2 separate regions of the Mus musculus genome follow, and region 2 is linked to region 1. A link is a contact called in public HiChIP or PLAC-seq data. All regions are on one chromosome and are shown on one strand. Each heading gives the region's core, a stretch centred on a gene start, on an enhancer-like site or on the middle of the called end of the contact. The rest is flanking DNA. Distances are from core to core; before and after follow the strand shown.

Region 1 (7,927 bases), core at 3,066-5,565:
TTACATAAAGAGCCCTTCCTCTGACTTTCTAGTAAGCTGTAGAGAAAGTTGTTGGCAGCTGTCCTGTGGCTCGCATCCATCCCCAGAACCCATGTGTGGAGAGTCCATGCCAGTCCTCAGAATAGAGATGGCAGGACCTTTAACAGGCTGTTAGACCCCTGTCCTCAGAAGGATTCATTAGTTCTCTCTAGACTCCACATACTTCCTGTGAGAGAAGGCAACAGAAGACCATCTCTGCATCTCTGGCTTCCTGTGTCCCTCAAACATGTTTCTACTATGGCACTGTCTACTGTGAAGCAATGCAGCTGGCGTTCCTTACCAGAGGCCAAACAGATGAGGCTGGCTAATACTGACCCTCAACTCACCAACCTTTGACCTAAATATATCTTTTTCTTATAAAGAACAGAGCCTCAGGTTTTGTGTTATAGCAACGGGAGATGGGTTAATACATTAAATTATATATAATTAATAAATTAAATATGCCACCACACAGAGAAAAGAGGTTGAGGAATGGAGTGAGACAAGAGAGGATACAAGATACAAGGAGGGAGGGAGAGAGAGAGAGAGAGAAAAGGGAGGACAGGAAGAGAGAGGAACTGGGAGGGAGGAAATGTGCTGGAGACAGACTGATTAACATCTGAGAGCCGCATCCCACATCAGGCCACAGTGAAAGCCACTGTAATCCTTCTCAGGTGTGTGAACTGAAAAGACTTGTTGGAGTACGGCCATCTGCGTGCTAAAGTGACCAAACAGTAAGGACAAGAAATAGGGCCCTCAAAGTGCGGTGAAGCTTGGAGCAAAAGCGGCACAGCGGAAGCAATATGTTAATGGTTCACGGGAGGCTCAGCTGTCTGCTACTAAGGTGAGACAAGCCACGTGACCAGTCACTGTGGTCTTCACCCAGGTCAACAAAGGTAAGAACAAGACATTAAAAAAACCTGTCCTTGCTGAAGCAGGAAAATGCCAGAGGATAGGTTTCAATACTCTGTGTAGAGGAAGCACAGCCCATCGCTCGCTGTACATGACCTCATGGAGGGCAGACCTCGGCTCCCTCAGCTCTAGGTTCCCTTTCTCCATCCAGCCCACTGGGCGCTGGGATCAGGAACCTATGCCAAAATGCTGGCAGTGTGGCAACGTTTTCCGCTCATCACTGTGTGAGGTCTCTCTGGGTTACATCCATGCACTGGGCAGGGCTAACCTGTTAGCTTGCAAACAAGGTAAAAGCTCTAACCCCCATGGTCAGAAGGGTTAGATACACAGTAAGCAGATATAAATTATTAATAGCACACAGCAGGACCCACAGTTAAACAGAGCCAGGTACATCCTGTTACCTCTTTGGAATGCTCTGTGAGCTAAGGATTTTATTGTTTCTGAGAAATTCTCTTATGATGTAGCCCAGGCTGGCCTCAAATTTAAATCTGCCCCGGCCTCTCTAGTGCTGGGATTATATTATGACTTTCCACCTTAAGAATATCTTGTGGGCCTGTAGAGTGGTTAAGGGCACCGGCTGCTCTTGTAGGGGATCCTGGTTTGGCTACCAGCCCCCACATGGTGCCTCGCCACTGTTCCAGATCTAATGTCTTTTTCTGGCCTCTTCAGGCATTAAAGACTTGTGCAGCATATATATCCACGCATGCAAGCAAACGTTCATGCACATAGAAAACAAAACCAAAAGAAATAAATCTTTAAGAATGTTTTTGTAAACCATTTGTGGTGGTGCAGGCCTTTAGTCCTAGCACTTGGGAGGCAGAGGCAGGTGGATGTCTGTGAGTTCGAGGCCAGCCTGGTCTGCACATCAAGAAATCGAGTCCAGGACAGCCAGGGCTATTCCACAGAAAAACAAAAAGCAAGACAAAACAAAAGTTTTGTAGGGTTTTTTCTCTTCATTTTTTTTTTTAAATGCAGTATTGGCAGCATGTTTTTGTTACTCCTGCTGCTGTTTAAGACTGAATCTTGCTTATTAGCCCAGCCTGGCCTTAAACTCTTAATCCTCCTGCCACAATTTCTCAAGAGCTAGAGTCACATGCATGCATCCCTATGCTCAAACCTAAGACTAGCCTTTATCTTTAGATCACCGCTATGGGGTTGGGTACAGTGGCGCACACTTTTAATCCCAGCACTAGAGAGGCAGATACAAGTGAGTGTGAAGCCAGCTTGGTCTGAAGGTTCCGAGCTGGCCAGGGCTACATAATGAAACCCTGACGAAAAACAACAGCAACCACAAGAATGACTTTTATACAGGAACCTACGCACTACCCTCACATTCTTTCAAAGCCTAGCGGGGGACCAGCCCAGACTGGTTTGCAATGATGGAGACTAGCTGTCTTTCAAAACATCTCAACTGTTCTCTCTCAGTTCTTAACTGGGGCAATAAATTCTGGTCATGAAACATGATTCTGGGCTGCTGCTGGCTATTCTGGAAGAAACAGTTCAAGTTCAGAGGAGTCTCCTTCAAAGGAGAACTCTCATGGGCAGGATGCTGCGGGAGATGGAGGAGGGCTGTTTTCCATGATTCTCCTTGAACTGGTGCTGGCAAATGCGGAGCCCCCCACCCCCAATTCCTTGGGGCATCTTGACCGACTTACTTTTCTAAAGTATGATGCTCTTGGCATGAACCTGCTGCCCTCTCTCATCCCAGTTGATCTCTGCATAAGACAGAAGCCAACACACAGTGCTCGGGGATCCCGCTGTGTTGCTCTAGCCAGAAGCAGGCAAGGGGCAGGCAGCCTTCCTGACTCAAGACTCTTATTTCTACAGCTGAACAAAGGTTTTGCTTCTTGCTCTGTATTTTAGCAGCTTTTTAAGCAGAATTTTAGGTGAGGCTTCCTGAGTTCAAACCCCTGCCTTAGCACTTGCTGTGGACTTTTTCTTTTCTTTTTTTTTTTTTTTTGGTTTTTGAATTTTGGTTTTTTGAGACAGGGTTTCTCTGTGTAGCTCTGGCTGTCCTGGAACTCACTCTGTAGACCAGGCTGGCTTCAAACTCAGAAATCTGCCTGCCTCTGGCTCCCAAGTGCTGGGATTAAAGGTGTGCGCCACCACTGACAAGCACAAAAAATTCTTTAAAGCTATCTGGTCCTCAGTTGTCATACTTTTAAACTACGGTAATTTTTTTCTATCAAAGATGGCTATCCCACCAAGGGCCACTATTCCACAAACCTCCCTATTTGTTAAAATCTTGTGTGGTCCTGTTACCCAACCCTGAGATGACAGCCATTTGTTGTTCTTACTCTTTATAACACCCTTGCCGTTTGCAGTTAACGAATTAGCATCATATTATGAGGTCTAAGTCCCACCAATGGAACTTTCTTTTTTCTTTCTTTCTTTCTTTTTTTTTTTAAGATTTATTTACTTATTATATGTAAGTATACTGTAGCTGTCTTCAGACACCCCAGAAGAGGGCGCCAGATCTCGTTATGGATGGTTGTGAGCCATCATGTGGTTGCTGGGAATTGAACTCAGGACCTTCAGAAGAGCAGTCAGTGCTCTTAACCACTGAGCCATCTCTCCAGCCCCCCCCCCCCCCATGGGACTTTCTTAATCAGATTTTGAAGAAACACCCATCTTTAATCTGTGCTGCACCTTCGGATAGCATGGAGGTTAGTTTCATTTACTTATTTTAGGTTTATTTAGAAGCGTTTTGCCTTGGATATGCAACACGTGTGAACATAGCCACAGAATTCAGAAGAGCGCAGCAGATCCCCCAGAACTGGAGTTATGGGTGGTTGTGAACTACCAAGTGGCTGCAGGGAATTGCATCTGGGTTCTCTGAAAGAGCAACAGATGCCCTTAACTGCTCGAGCCATCTTTTCAGCACCATGACGGGTTTATTTTAACAGTCATGTTAACATAGCTAGAATCACCTAGGAGGTGAGTAGTAATGAGAAACGGTCTAGATCAGGTTGGCCTGTGGCCTGTCTATGGGGGACTATCTAGATTGCATTAATTTAAAAAGAAAGTATAGAAAGGGTCCGAGCACTAGTGAACACACATGCATTCATTTCTCTCTGCTCTTGGCTATGAACTAGCTGCTTCAAGTTCCTCTTCTGACAATTCTGCTGCCCCGAATGATGGAATTTAACCTGGAACTGTGAGCCAAGTAAACCCTTTCTGCCTGAAAGCTGCCTTTGTAAGAATATTTTATCATAGCATTTGCAAGGAAAACAGGGTAGACACATAACTGCCGAGGAGGCTGTGGATATGCCACCACCTTCTCCAGAGGGTGAGACGCCTTTCCTGGTCCTGAATTCTACCTGAGCGGTCACGCCCTCCCGACAACTCCGCCCTACACCCCGCCCACCACCGTTGGGGCTCCTTCAAGCAACGCCCCTTCCAGCCAGTTAGTGGAAGCCGCCGCCGCCACCATGGTGCAGGCCTGGTATATGGACGAGTCCACCGCCGACCCGCGGAAGCCCCACCGCGCACAGCCCGACCGCCCCGTGAGCCTGGAGCAGCTGCGCACGCTCGGAGTGCTCTATTGGAAGGTACGAGTGCAGGCCGGAGCACCACGCGCCTGCGCACGCGCACGCCGTGACGGGGTGGGCCGGGTGGGGGTGGGGATGGGGGCTAGGGTGCTGCGCAAGCTCAGCAAGGCCGCCGTTTCCAGAGATTTCCATAACTGCAGAGAAGGCTTTGGGCTGGTGGCGCCTGCTTTCCTCTTGGTACTCGCGCGCGTTCACAGCTAGTGTTTGCAAACGCACGGCCAGCTGCCAGTCACATGGTAGTGTCACGGGTAACGCAGTTCAAACACAGGAAAGCCGCAGAGAATCTGGGGTTAGTGGAGGGGTAACTGGATCTAGCCTGTGTGCATTGGTATGGTCAAAATGAAGTGCAAACCAACTGGCCTTGGAGCCATGCCTGAGGAACGTTTGATGAGTCCTTTGCAGAGTCATGCCCCTTAAAAACCATGAAGGCCTGCTCACCACATGCTGTGCTCACAGCTGAAGCAGCGTCCACAGGTCGGGTGGCCACGTTAAGGTGGGAACGACGCTCAAATCCATGTCTGCAAGTAATAGGAGGATATTTTTGGGATAGGAAGCGGGGGAAATAGGTGATTGGAGAAGAATCTGGGTTGTGCACATATGAAATCAAGGCTTTGCATGGGACGGACTTGGTGATGCAATTTTGTCCTGGATCAGCAAGCATGGCTTCAGGGTTGTGGGGTTGGGGTCAGCAAGGCCTCTGGCATTCCTGTTGAGTTAGTCTTTGCTCCCACGGCAGAAGTTGCTAGGGAAAGGGGACAGAGCAGGGTGACAGAAAGGCCCCTTATGACTACAACGTTGGAGTGAAAGAGCTTTTGGAATACTGCCTTCGTCCCTTCCTTCGATCATCACGGATACCTTAGATTAGGAGTCACACTCAGGACTTTGTATCTACACCAGATCTGTAAACAACAGGAACTGGCTGCCCAGTAGAGACTGGAACCCGATTAGGTGCTTTGGGTGTCTGGTGAAGGCCCCCTCATAGCTGACTTCTATGAAACCTTAAACAGCTCCTCAGGGCAGTAGAGCCACTCATCTCAATCAGGAGCAGCTGTGACCCCACCGGGAGCCAGGAGGCCCACCTCTTACGTCATCCTGTGGGTGAAGTTTCCACATTAGGAAGGGGCGCATTCAGCCAGTTCCAGGGGGTCTCATGTTCTCTCCTGGCCTTTGTGGACACCAGACACTAGAGTGGTGCCCAGACATACAAGCACTCATACAGACACATAAAATATATTGATGCCTGTGTGTTGGTGTGTTGTTCCATGATAATAAAATATGCACTTCATTGTAAAACAAAGTTAAATGTCACTAAATTCATTGCTAGTAGTTTCATGTAGGGTTTCAGATTAGTTCTGTCAGCCTTTGGAGATCCAGTCGTGAAGTGCGTGTCCTTGGCTTTGGACCTTAAAGAATAGGTAGGGGCTGGAGAGATGGCTCAGCGGTTAAGAGCACTGACTGCTCTTCCAGAGATCCTGAGTTCAATTCCCAGCAACCACATGGTGGCTCACAACCGTCTATAATGGGATCTGATGCCCTCTTCTGGTGTGCCTGAGACAGCTACAGTACTCATATAAAATAAATAAATAAATAAATCTAAAAAAATTTTTTTAAAAAGTAGGTAGGATTGTGATAAATCACAAATTGTGAGTGGGACCTTGAGATGTGGGACCTTGCCATGAAAGGGTATGAGTATGAATTTTTTTCTTTTTTTGAGATGGATTTTTGCTATGTAGTCCAGGCTAGCTCTCTACTCACAATTCTCTCCTGCATTCTGAATCGCTGGAACTATAGTCATGAGCCACAACATTATTCAGTAAATTTTAAGAGTAGTGAATGGTTTTTTTTTTTTTTTAATTTAGAATCTAGATTTCTTTTGCAGTAGAAGAATGGGGCAGAGAGAAGCAGAAAAGTTAAATGGGGCCAGAGGATTGCCACTCCAGTCCATCTCAATGAACTTGAGCTTGGTCTGTGGGCCTGGGAAGCATGCTGACCACAGAGAGTCTAGTGAGACTTGCTGCATGGAAGATGGCAGAGTGGCCACACACACTGAGTGAGTGTTGTCTTGGCATCTGTGAGGAAGAAGGACTTCACCTGCAAATGTGGAGGACCCAGCAGGACTCTAGCAGAACTGGAATTTCCACCTGGCACTGTGAAAATGGATGATCCATCAAGAGAGGAGGTGGAGGGCTGTGCTAGGATGGGCAAAGAATAAGCAGTGCTCTGTTAGGATGATCCAGCCACAGGTCTGGAAGGACGTGTTGCTATGTTTCCATCACAGGGCCGGGGAGCAGACCTAGAGCCTTGTGCACCACTAGGCAAGCACTATACCAGGGAGTTATACTCCCCGCTTAGCTGCTATGCATCCTTGTGCTAAGGTGACCTCCACTTTGCTTAAACTTACATAGCTAGATGCTGACAAGTATGAGAACGATCCAGAACTGGAAAAGATCCGGAAAATGAGAAACTACTCCTGGATGGACATCATCACCATATGCAAAGATACACTTCCCAATTACGAGGAGAAGGTGAGCAGGCCCTGCTGGGAGGGAATCCTTACCTTCTTGCCTGCTAACACAAGACTTTTCCGTGTGGTTTGGGGCAGAGTGATGCTTTGTAATTGTCTTAGTTAATGAGGCATACTGCTGAATGATACTCACTCTTTCTAGTTCTTTCTGAACTCTGGCTGGTTCAACCCAGCTGTTCTGGCTCAAAAATTCTTTTCAAGCTGACTAATTCAAACTGGCTTCTCTTAGCTCCTGACTGAAAAAATCTCTGCGTGGTCTCAAACTAACTCTGGCAATCTGTTCTAATTTTCTGCAACCAAACTATGTAAAACTGCCTCCTCCAGAATCACCATGCACTGCTCGCGCTCGCTCTCTCTCTCTCTCTCTCTCTCTCTCTCTCTCTCTCTCTCTCTCTCTCTCTCTCTCTCTCTCTTTCCCGAGACAGGGTTTCTCTGTATAGCCCTGGCTGTCCTGGAACTCACTTTGTAGACCAGGCTGGCCTGGAACTCAGAAATCCGCCTGCCTCTGCCTCCCAAGTGCTGGGATTAAAGGCATGTGCTGCCACCGCCTGGCTATGCACTGCTCTCTTAAAGTTACCTCTTTGCTGTTCTAGTGAGAGTTGGGCGTACCCTATCTCTGACTCATTCTGTGAAATCTCTCTCTGATTCATCACTTTGTCTGCCTCTCAGACGCCATTTTCAAACATGGTTGCTTCCTTCTGTAAACTAACCCTCCTTTCATTGTCTGGGATTAAAGGTGTGGACTAAGGGCATGTTTGTATCTCAGGCAGAGGGATTAAAGGTGTATGATGTGTCTGCGTTCCAGCTGGATCACACAAGCCTAGGTCTTGGATGTGATCCCTTGCCAGAGCACGGATCATGTTGCTGGGTTAAAATTCCTTTACAATGCTGTTCTCATAGAATGTGCTGGGGTGATTCCCTT
Region 2 (7,927 bases), core at 3,414-5,913, 1.1 Mb after region 1:
AGTAGGAGAAACTTTATAGATGTGATAGAAATCAGTTACTTGTTGACAGATTTTTAGCTTCACATTGACATAATGATCGGTGAAGCAAAATAACCTGCCCCTGAGTACAAATACTTCCACTTTAGATGCTCAGGTAATTGACCCCAATAACCAGCCTGCAGCAGAGATTCGCAGCTCACAATTTCACTGACTATAATGTGTCATAATACTCTTTCTAAAATATTACATTTAGAATTTTATCTAAAAGGAGGCCAAATGCTTCTTTTAAAGAAGCTGTATTCTCAATTCTCCAGAAAATGTTGGATTCCCAACTTAAAAGAAACGTAGATTTAAACATATACTTGTAATAAGTTTTCCTGTCATGATATTCAGGTGCACGTTTGCAAGTACACACTCTTATGTCAGTCAGCTGTTGGTCAGGAAGGTGCCTGAGTTTGTCCAAGTTCGCATCTGCACCATTTAGGGTCATGCACCAACTCCAAGGGGGGAGGGGTCCTTTTTAGATCACCCAGGGTGAAGACTGAGACTCCATCTTTGTCCAATTTTGTCTTTTTCCATCCATCCAGGAACAGTGGGAAATGCCTGGTATAGGCCTATTGTATGTGTTTGTAATACGCACAACAGGTACTGCATGCATGTAAAACTTTATTACCTGCCAAGAACCCAGAATGCACAGCCCTAATATCCAGTATTGAAGAGAGACCTCTCCCCTACCCTTGTTCCTATACACAGCCCATTGTCAAATGCTAAGGATAGATCCCTTGATTCATATGCACATAAACTAGTGTCCAGTGCTTAGGATAAACCCTTTGTTCCTAAACATACAAGGTTGAATAATCAAAATACCAGGGCAAAAGAAATTAAGTTGAAGCAGTAACCTATTCCTATCATCACTTGCAGCCAGTACACTGCAGGTAGGTTCCTCCACAGGAATGTAGCCACAGCTGTTCTCACTTGGAGAAAACACTCCTCCGTCCCACACACACATGCACAGTGCTACAATCATACAGCCAACACACTGAAGGAAGATTCCTTCATGCAGAGATTACATTCCACAGGAGTATGGCCATAACTGCCCTCACTCACAACAAATATTCAGCCTTTGTATGTCTTATGTCTGGATCCTCTGGATACCCACCCCTCTGGATAGCCAGGCATGAACCACAATCACCTGGTTTCATACTAGTTATACCTGTATGTGTAGCAGTCATTCTACTTGGAACAGCTCTCAATGTTCCTCTTCAAGCCTTAAGGCACTGGATATACTCTACTGTATAAGGTATTGCCACTCAGGTATGACACATCTTTCTCTACCAAAGTGCCCCAGTCTTTGTTGGAACTTTGTCTTGTTTTAATGATCATAGAACTTGTGACCTTCTCTAGATTCAAGATCCCATCCATTCTTTATCATTTATCATATTTGTTATGAATGAGTCACATTTGCTCATGTTTAATTCAACTTTAGACATTCCTTCAAATGACAAACTTTCCATCTTCTAACAGTAAAGAGGTCAAGGCTCTGGTAGTTTTCTAATTTATTGAGCTGAAGATATATCTGTAGGACACAATACAATCATACATAGAATTATCACTCAACTTTTTTGTGAGACTGAGGCTTAAATGCTACAATTGATAAGAGAAAGTACTGTGAAGCACAAAGTAGTTCTTAATTATCATTAGCATCAGGGCAGGACAGACATGGAGTGGACCTCTATGCATCAGCACGATATATTGGTTGTCTTCTAAGTGCTGTGGCTGTCTCAAGTCCTGGAAATAAACAGAGAACAAGGTCATTAATCAGGAACTTGGAGGCAACAGAGGACAATATGAGTGAGACAGTGCATGCAAGTTACTAAACAGCTGTGGTCCCAGTGTGTGCAGCCATGATTAGAGGAACATCTAATACAGATGAGATCCAGGATGTCGAGGAAGCCTCTGGGTGAAATGTTCCTGTGCACAGTCCTGAACCTAAGTGGGGTTTAGTGAAGAGAAAAAAAATGGAGAACTATGTACTTGAAGGCTGAGTGTGGGAGGAGGTGGGCAGTGTGAAGAGAGTCAGCAGGAGAGGAAGTTAGAGAGGTAAAGTAGGCTTCATTATTACCAATCTCACTGTTCTGAAACCTACAAGAATAATGCTAAGCAAACAAGCAACACACTCTCACCTAGGGTTGATGGTTCAGCATGAAATGGCGATTGAGTGAGACAGACTGCTGGCAGGGGTGACAACCAAGAATATAGTCATCTATTCTAGGACACCAGTCAAACCAACAGAGGATCCTGCCAAAGGGTGGCAGGCAGGACAGATAGAAACGGGCCAATTGAGAGATACCAAACAGTCCACCCTGACAGAGTGACAGCCCATTGAGAGACAGTGGGGGTGGGATGCTGTGTGATAGAAGCAAAGCAGAGGAGGACCAAGCTTCCCTGATGGCAGGTGCCTGTCACAAATTGTAGGTAGAAAGATGAGACAAGAAGGGAGCTGAACAAGAACAGACTCTGGCCAAAGATGTGTGCGAGTCCGGGCTACAGCATTCGTCTTAGGTTTAAAGGTTATCTCCAAACTCTAACTTGGCTAAAGTGACAGGCAATGAAAGAAGACATGCTTCCTTCTAGTTAATCAATGACAGTGCACATCTCTGAGAATTCATGAGATACCAAGTAACTGAAGACAACTTCTAGGGCACAGCAGAGAAACTGGACACAATTTTCAGGATACTAACTTAGCAAGATCCAAACCAGAACTTAGGGCTCCTGAAACTCTGCCTGTTCTGTTTTCCCTGGTTAGTGTCTGAAAGAAGTATAGTATTCATCAGCAGTGAGGTGATACCCTTTCTCCCCAGCAGATAACCTCCATAGCACATGGCGATCCCACAGGGCTGCAGGGACCAAGCACACGGTTTCCCTTAACCTTTTCTAGTGGGAAACAGCCAGGGACTGACACTCACTTTCCCTGGAATGTTCAGGGGATGGCTGCTGCTGCCTAGCGCCTCTATTAGAAGGAAAAAGCCTAAGATGGGACTTAGAACTTACAGGCTCAGTCTTGGCATCACCCTCATAGATTGAAAAATGAAGCGTTTTCTTCTCACTGACAAACAGCATGGTGCGGGGTGTGAAGTGTGGCTAGTCTCTCTTGAAGCCCCTCTGTTTGCCTGTAACGTGGGCGCTGGCTCTCGCAGGCAGCTGAGGGGCTCAGATGGAATCCCCTCCAGATGCTTTCCTGTATAATATTAATAAGTCACAAGACTTTTCTAGTCCTCATCTTTTTATTGCAGATTGAAAATGGGGCTCTTAAGCCTGATTCGGCACTTGGTCTGGGGTGTCTCCTATTTCATGCACATCAATTACTGCCATGTAAAGTGGGGAAATATCTCAGTTGGTAAGGTGCTTGTCATGAAAACATGAGGACCTGAGTGTGATATCCATCTTCTATGTAAGAAGCCAGGCATGATGGTCCATGCTCATAGTCCTACTCCTGAGGAGCTGGACACACATGGATCCCTGTGGTTTGCTGGATCATCAGTTTTGACCAATCCACAAGCCCCACAGTCAGTGAGAAACCCTGTCTCAAAAGCATGGTGGAGTAGGGGCTGGATGGTTGGCTCAGTAGTTTGCAAAGGATCCAGGGTCCATTCCCAACCGGTATCAGATGGCTCACAACCATCTTTAGCCAAAGAATCTAACACACCCTGGTCTCCACAGACACCTATATGTACCTGATGCACATAAACTCACACCAACATATATACATATAGATTTAAAATAAATAAGGCTTTGAAACAAATACAGAGTGGAGAACTCTGGGAGAACAACCCATGAGACCGACCTCTGGCCTCATATGTACATGAATGCACATATGCATGTTTATATACATACATGTTTACAAACTTGCAGACAAAAACGCATGCACATGCATACATATGTGCATCTAAATGTATACATGAACATAGCACATACCATGTATATACATATACATGAGTTTATGCACACATGCAATGCACACATGTATACACACATACACACATTCACACAGATACATCCATGTACATGAACACATGCACACAAATACACATGGATTTATGCACATGCACACATACAAGACACACACACAGAGATGGTAATAACACTCCTTCAGTCCTTAAAATGTAGAACACTAGAAAAACTTGTATTTCACATAATTTAGCAGAGACGTTATGGATCTGATTTAATTTTGAAAGGTGAAACGCAAAGAGACTACACATCCAGGAGACCTGGGTTAGTCATCTGTGTAAGAAGTCACAACAAAGGCATCCAACAGGCCTTCCGGCTGTGATAGGAAGCAACAATGAATCATATCTGTCTGATCTGGGTTGCATGCTTCTGTCGTCTACATTATCCTTACAGGGGTTTTCCCAAATCAAACTTCGTCTCAAGACACTACTGAAGAAAAGCACATTAGTCACTCTTCCATTGTTTCCAAGGCTTCACACGCCATTCACAAATAAAGCTAAAATCCCTTCAACTTACTTCTACTTGTTTACCTGCCAGTTAAGATGAGTGATTTCTCATTAATGGTTTTGTAAGGTTTAGCACATAAAACAATAGCCGGCAAAAGTGAGTAGTCACAAGACATAATAATGAATGAGTAACAGCTTTAGGGGCATCGTGCTCCAGGAAAACACACAGGGCTGTGCAACAGCCAGTTGTTCGCATGTACTTAGACAGGAGATCGGTCACTCCTGGCGCTGGGGAGATGATTCAGTGAGTAACGGTGCCCGCTGCACAAACATTAAGACTTGAGTTAGGATCAACAGCACCTATGTGGAAAACCAGGCATGGCACACCTACCTAGAACCCCAGCACCGAGAGACAGAGCCAGGCAGACCTTTACAATTCACTGGCCAGCCAGTTTAGCCCACATGACCAGGTCTAGGTTCAGTGAGAGAGCCTGTCTCAATGGGCTAAAGTGGAGAGAGGGCGAGCAGGATAACTGATACCCTTTCTGGCTTCTTTACACAAAGGGTCATACATCTGCACACACATGTAAACATAATTCCAGTTTGAGATCACTCAAGTGTGAGGACAGCCTCTGTGGGAGAGAGGGCATCAAGATGCAGACTCCATGTGCTTAGGTAGCTGTGTGGAGGCCTTGCCATGATTGCTAGAATAGCCCAGAACAATGGTGAGTGGTCCTTTCTGAGGAAAACTGGTGAGGCCTGGCAGCTGTGTTCTTATTAAGGTGATGAGCTTTCGGTGAGAGGAGAGAAATGAATAGCTTCTACTGCTGCTGTTTGATTTGCAGAAGACCCAGGAGACCTTACCTGGACATGCATGGGGCACAGCAGAACTCCAGCAGCACACATACAAATCTACAAAGCATTTCTGCAATAGACCCAGTGAGGGCCGTGACCCAATTTTATTATTGTGATTAAACAAAACTTTAAACTTTCAATCTCTCGTGTGCAACACGACACAGAGTAACACTCAGTACACGCTTGTAAGTGAGCCATGCCTGAGGACAGGTGTTGGTAGTGCCACTTCACAGCACCCATGCTGCAAACCCCAGTCTGGCTGTTTGGTTTTCTGTCCCGCATTGCACCTCTCCTGAATGGCATCCTACGAGGCTCATAATTGACTGTTGTAGATTTTTGTTTTGCTTCACGTGTCATGTTCTGAATATTGAATTTGATCATAATTGCAATGGGTCACACTACCTTTTTAAAATTTTTATCCAGTATGCACGTTTGAGTGCTAGGTGATATGAATGTTATATGTAAATTTATACAAATTGGTATGCTAATGAACCTGCACCATTGCAGTAGACTTTTGGTATGTGTGAGGGGTTGTCACCCTGTCACAGGGCAGTCCACGGGGGAGCTTGTGCATTATTGTGAGCTCAGTATAACTTAGGCATCTCTTCTCTTATTATTCTCTAAATCTCCCACACCATTCCTGGGGATGACAAAGATCTCGCTGGCTGTCTTCCAACCATGTGTCTTTTCCATGTGAAAGTCAGTTTATAACTTTATGCTTACTAATTTAAAAACCAGCTTCCATTCAACAAATACTGTTGGGTATTTTGTGCAAACATCACACTAGGCAAATACAAGGGAGCCTTTCCATTTGAGAGCAGAAATTCATTGAGCCTGAGAGCCACACCATGAATGGAGCATGCATCCCAGGCTAAGATATGTGGGTGATGGTCAGCATGAGGGACTCCTGTGGGGCTATACTATATAGGTAGGGTGCATATACAGCAGAGACGGTTCTCAGTTCATCCTGTTCTACTATGTCCCAGATTTGGGGATACACAGCCAGTTGAGGGAACAAATAAAACTTAAATAGACTATTAGACCCGTCATTCCTTTCTGAGACCCCCAACTGCCAAGTGTCCTTTATGTTGCATTTCTGTCTTCAGTTTAGAGTCAAGTGTGCCCACACTGAAGCAAATACCGGCATCACAGAAAGATAGCTAGGATATGAGCGTAAGCAGAAAGACCTTCCTGAGCAAGACCCTGCAACTGATTAAGAAAGCAGAAGGGAGAGTCAGGCTAATGTTTCAACTTCAGGAACAGGTGACTGAGGACATACGGCTGTCAAAGATTTGGCTGGTGAGATGATTGACAGGATCTGAGAGCCTGGAAAGGAGCCCACTCAACAGACTGGGTCTGAGGGTAGGGCCTGGGGTGGTGGTGGGGTGTAAGGCCTCCAGGACAGGGCAAAACATACTGGCATTTGTTCTGAAGTACAGGGCCTGGCCTAGAGGTAAAGTCTGTGGACTGAGCCTTAAAATAGAGGGCAGAATCTGTGATAAAGGGCAAAGAGACTACGGAGGAAAAACTCCATGAGTTTCCTAATTAGATAAAAAAAGTTAAATTAATGCATTAAGTGAACCTGCCAAGACTGAAAGTGCAGCCTCAAGAGCAGAATTTTGGGCCACATCGACCTGTGGGCAAGAGTAGAGAGAACAGCTTGGAGACTGTCAGGGGCCATCACCTCACCCAGAGCTGGAAGGGACTTTAAGAATAGAGGAGCAACCCAGACAAGCAGACATCATGGAAGGCTGACTTCTGAGAAAATGTTGTTAGGCAGAGTAGTGGCAGAAGGTAGATAAAATATGATAATTTTTAGATTACAGTCATGATAAAAAATTCAGAATTATTTGAAACTGGCATTTGTTTTTGAGGGGAGTATTTTAAAATACATGTAAAATATCTTCTCAAAAGAGAATCCAAGCTTTCCAGATATATATAAAAAATGAGCTGACAAAATAATTCTGCCCTCAAGTTTTGTTTTAATCAAGGGGCTTTAAAATTAGTAAATTTAAAAAGGTTCCTTGTACCACACGTAAGATACAACTTACCTTACTGTCTACTTCTCCTAAGGATACCATAACCTTTCCAATGTTTTGCAATGATGTTAGGGTTTAGGGTTGAAATGGCGACTTAGCAGAGATGAAGTCCCCATTCTTGTCTCTGGATCATGCAACCCAAGCCCAAGCCTTGAAAGGGGTGGAATCCACTTGGTGTAAGAAGAGGGTTCTCCCACAGCCCCCAGCTTCCTATCATCCATCAAACACTTCGTTGATGGGGCAAGAGCCTGGGTCTAGCTTCAACCTCCAGAAATCAGGGTATGGTGGAAATGGTCTCCTTGAATAATACACCTGAAGTCAATGCTAGGAGCTTTACCTAAACACCCTCAAGGGCCACTCTTCCTTGAGAAACCTGCACCCCTACCTGTCTTTCTTTTTTCTCAAGCTTCTTTCTTCCTCTTGCTCTTGTGTCTGTGTGTCTTAGTAAATGGTGACTCTCTGCAAAGCCCACACCAAGCTCTGGCTGTGTTTATGACTCCCTCTCTCTCATATTTAAAGACTACGTTTATATATTTATCTCCAATCAAACCTGCTTCATAAAGAATAGCTTACAGGTACTAAGACCTCACCTCTGTTAGA

Evidence for each region. HiChIP or PLAC-seq counts read pairs in DNA pulled down with a chosen protein or histone mark.
Region 2: a contact with region 1 is called in an H3K27ac HiChIP or PLAC-seq map of extraembryonic endoderm stem cells, with 5 times the contacts expected there. The contact joins the enhancer-like site here to the promoter of Adi1 in region 1. A contact is called at or near these places in 2 of 39 promoter capture datasets (cranial neural crest and hippocampal neurons) and 3 of 115 datasets of contacts at active chromatin or transcription factors (astrocytes, extraembryonic endoderm stem cells and stem cell-derived neural progenitor cells).

The regions. Positions count from the first base shown.
Region 1 is chr12:28,670,892-28,678,818 of GRCm38.p6, forward strand. Adi1 (acireductone dioxygenase 1) reads left to right here and starts at 4,316. Exons shown (of 4, transcript NM_134052.2): 1 at 4,316-4,481; 2 at 6,887-7,006. The coding sequence starts at 4,362.
Region 2 is chr12:29,744,973-29,752,899 of GRCm38.p6, forward strand. All of the region lies in intron 4 of Myt1l (myelin transcription factor 1-like), which reads left to right. Among named protein-coding and RNA genes, the nearest start is that of C630031E19Rik, 62 kb to the left of the region's middle. Within about 2 kb of position 4,664, at least 13 of the 459 cell types and tissues checked have an H3K27ac peak or open chromatin away from gene starts, as enhancers often do. A contact at or near this core is called in extraembryonic endoderm stem cells, where this site is marked.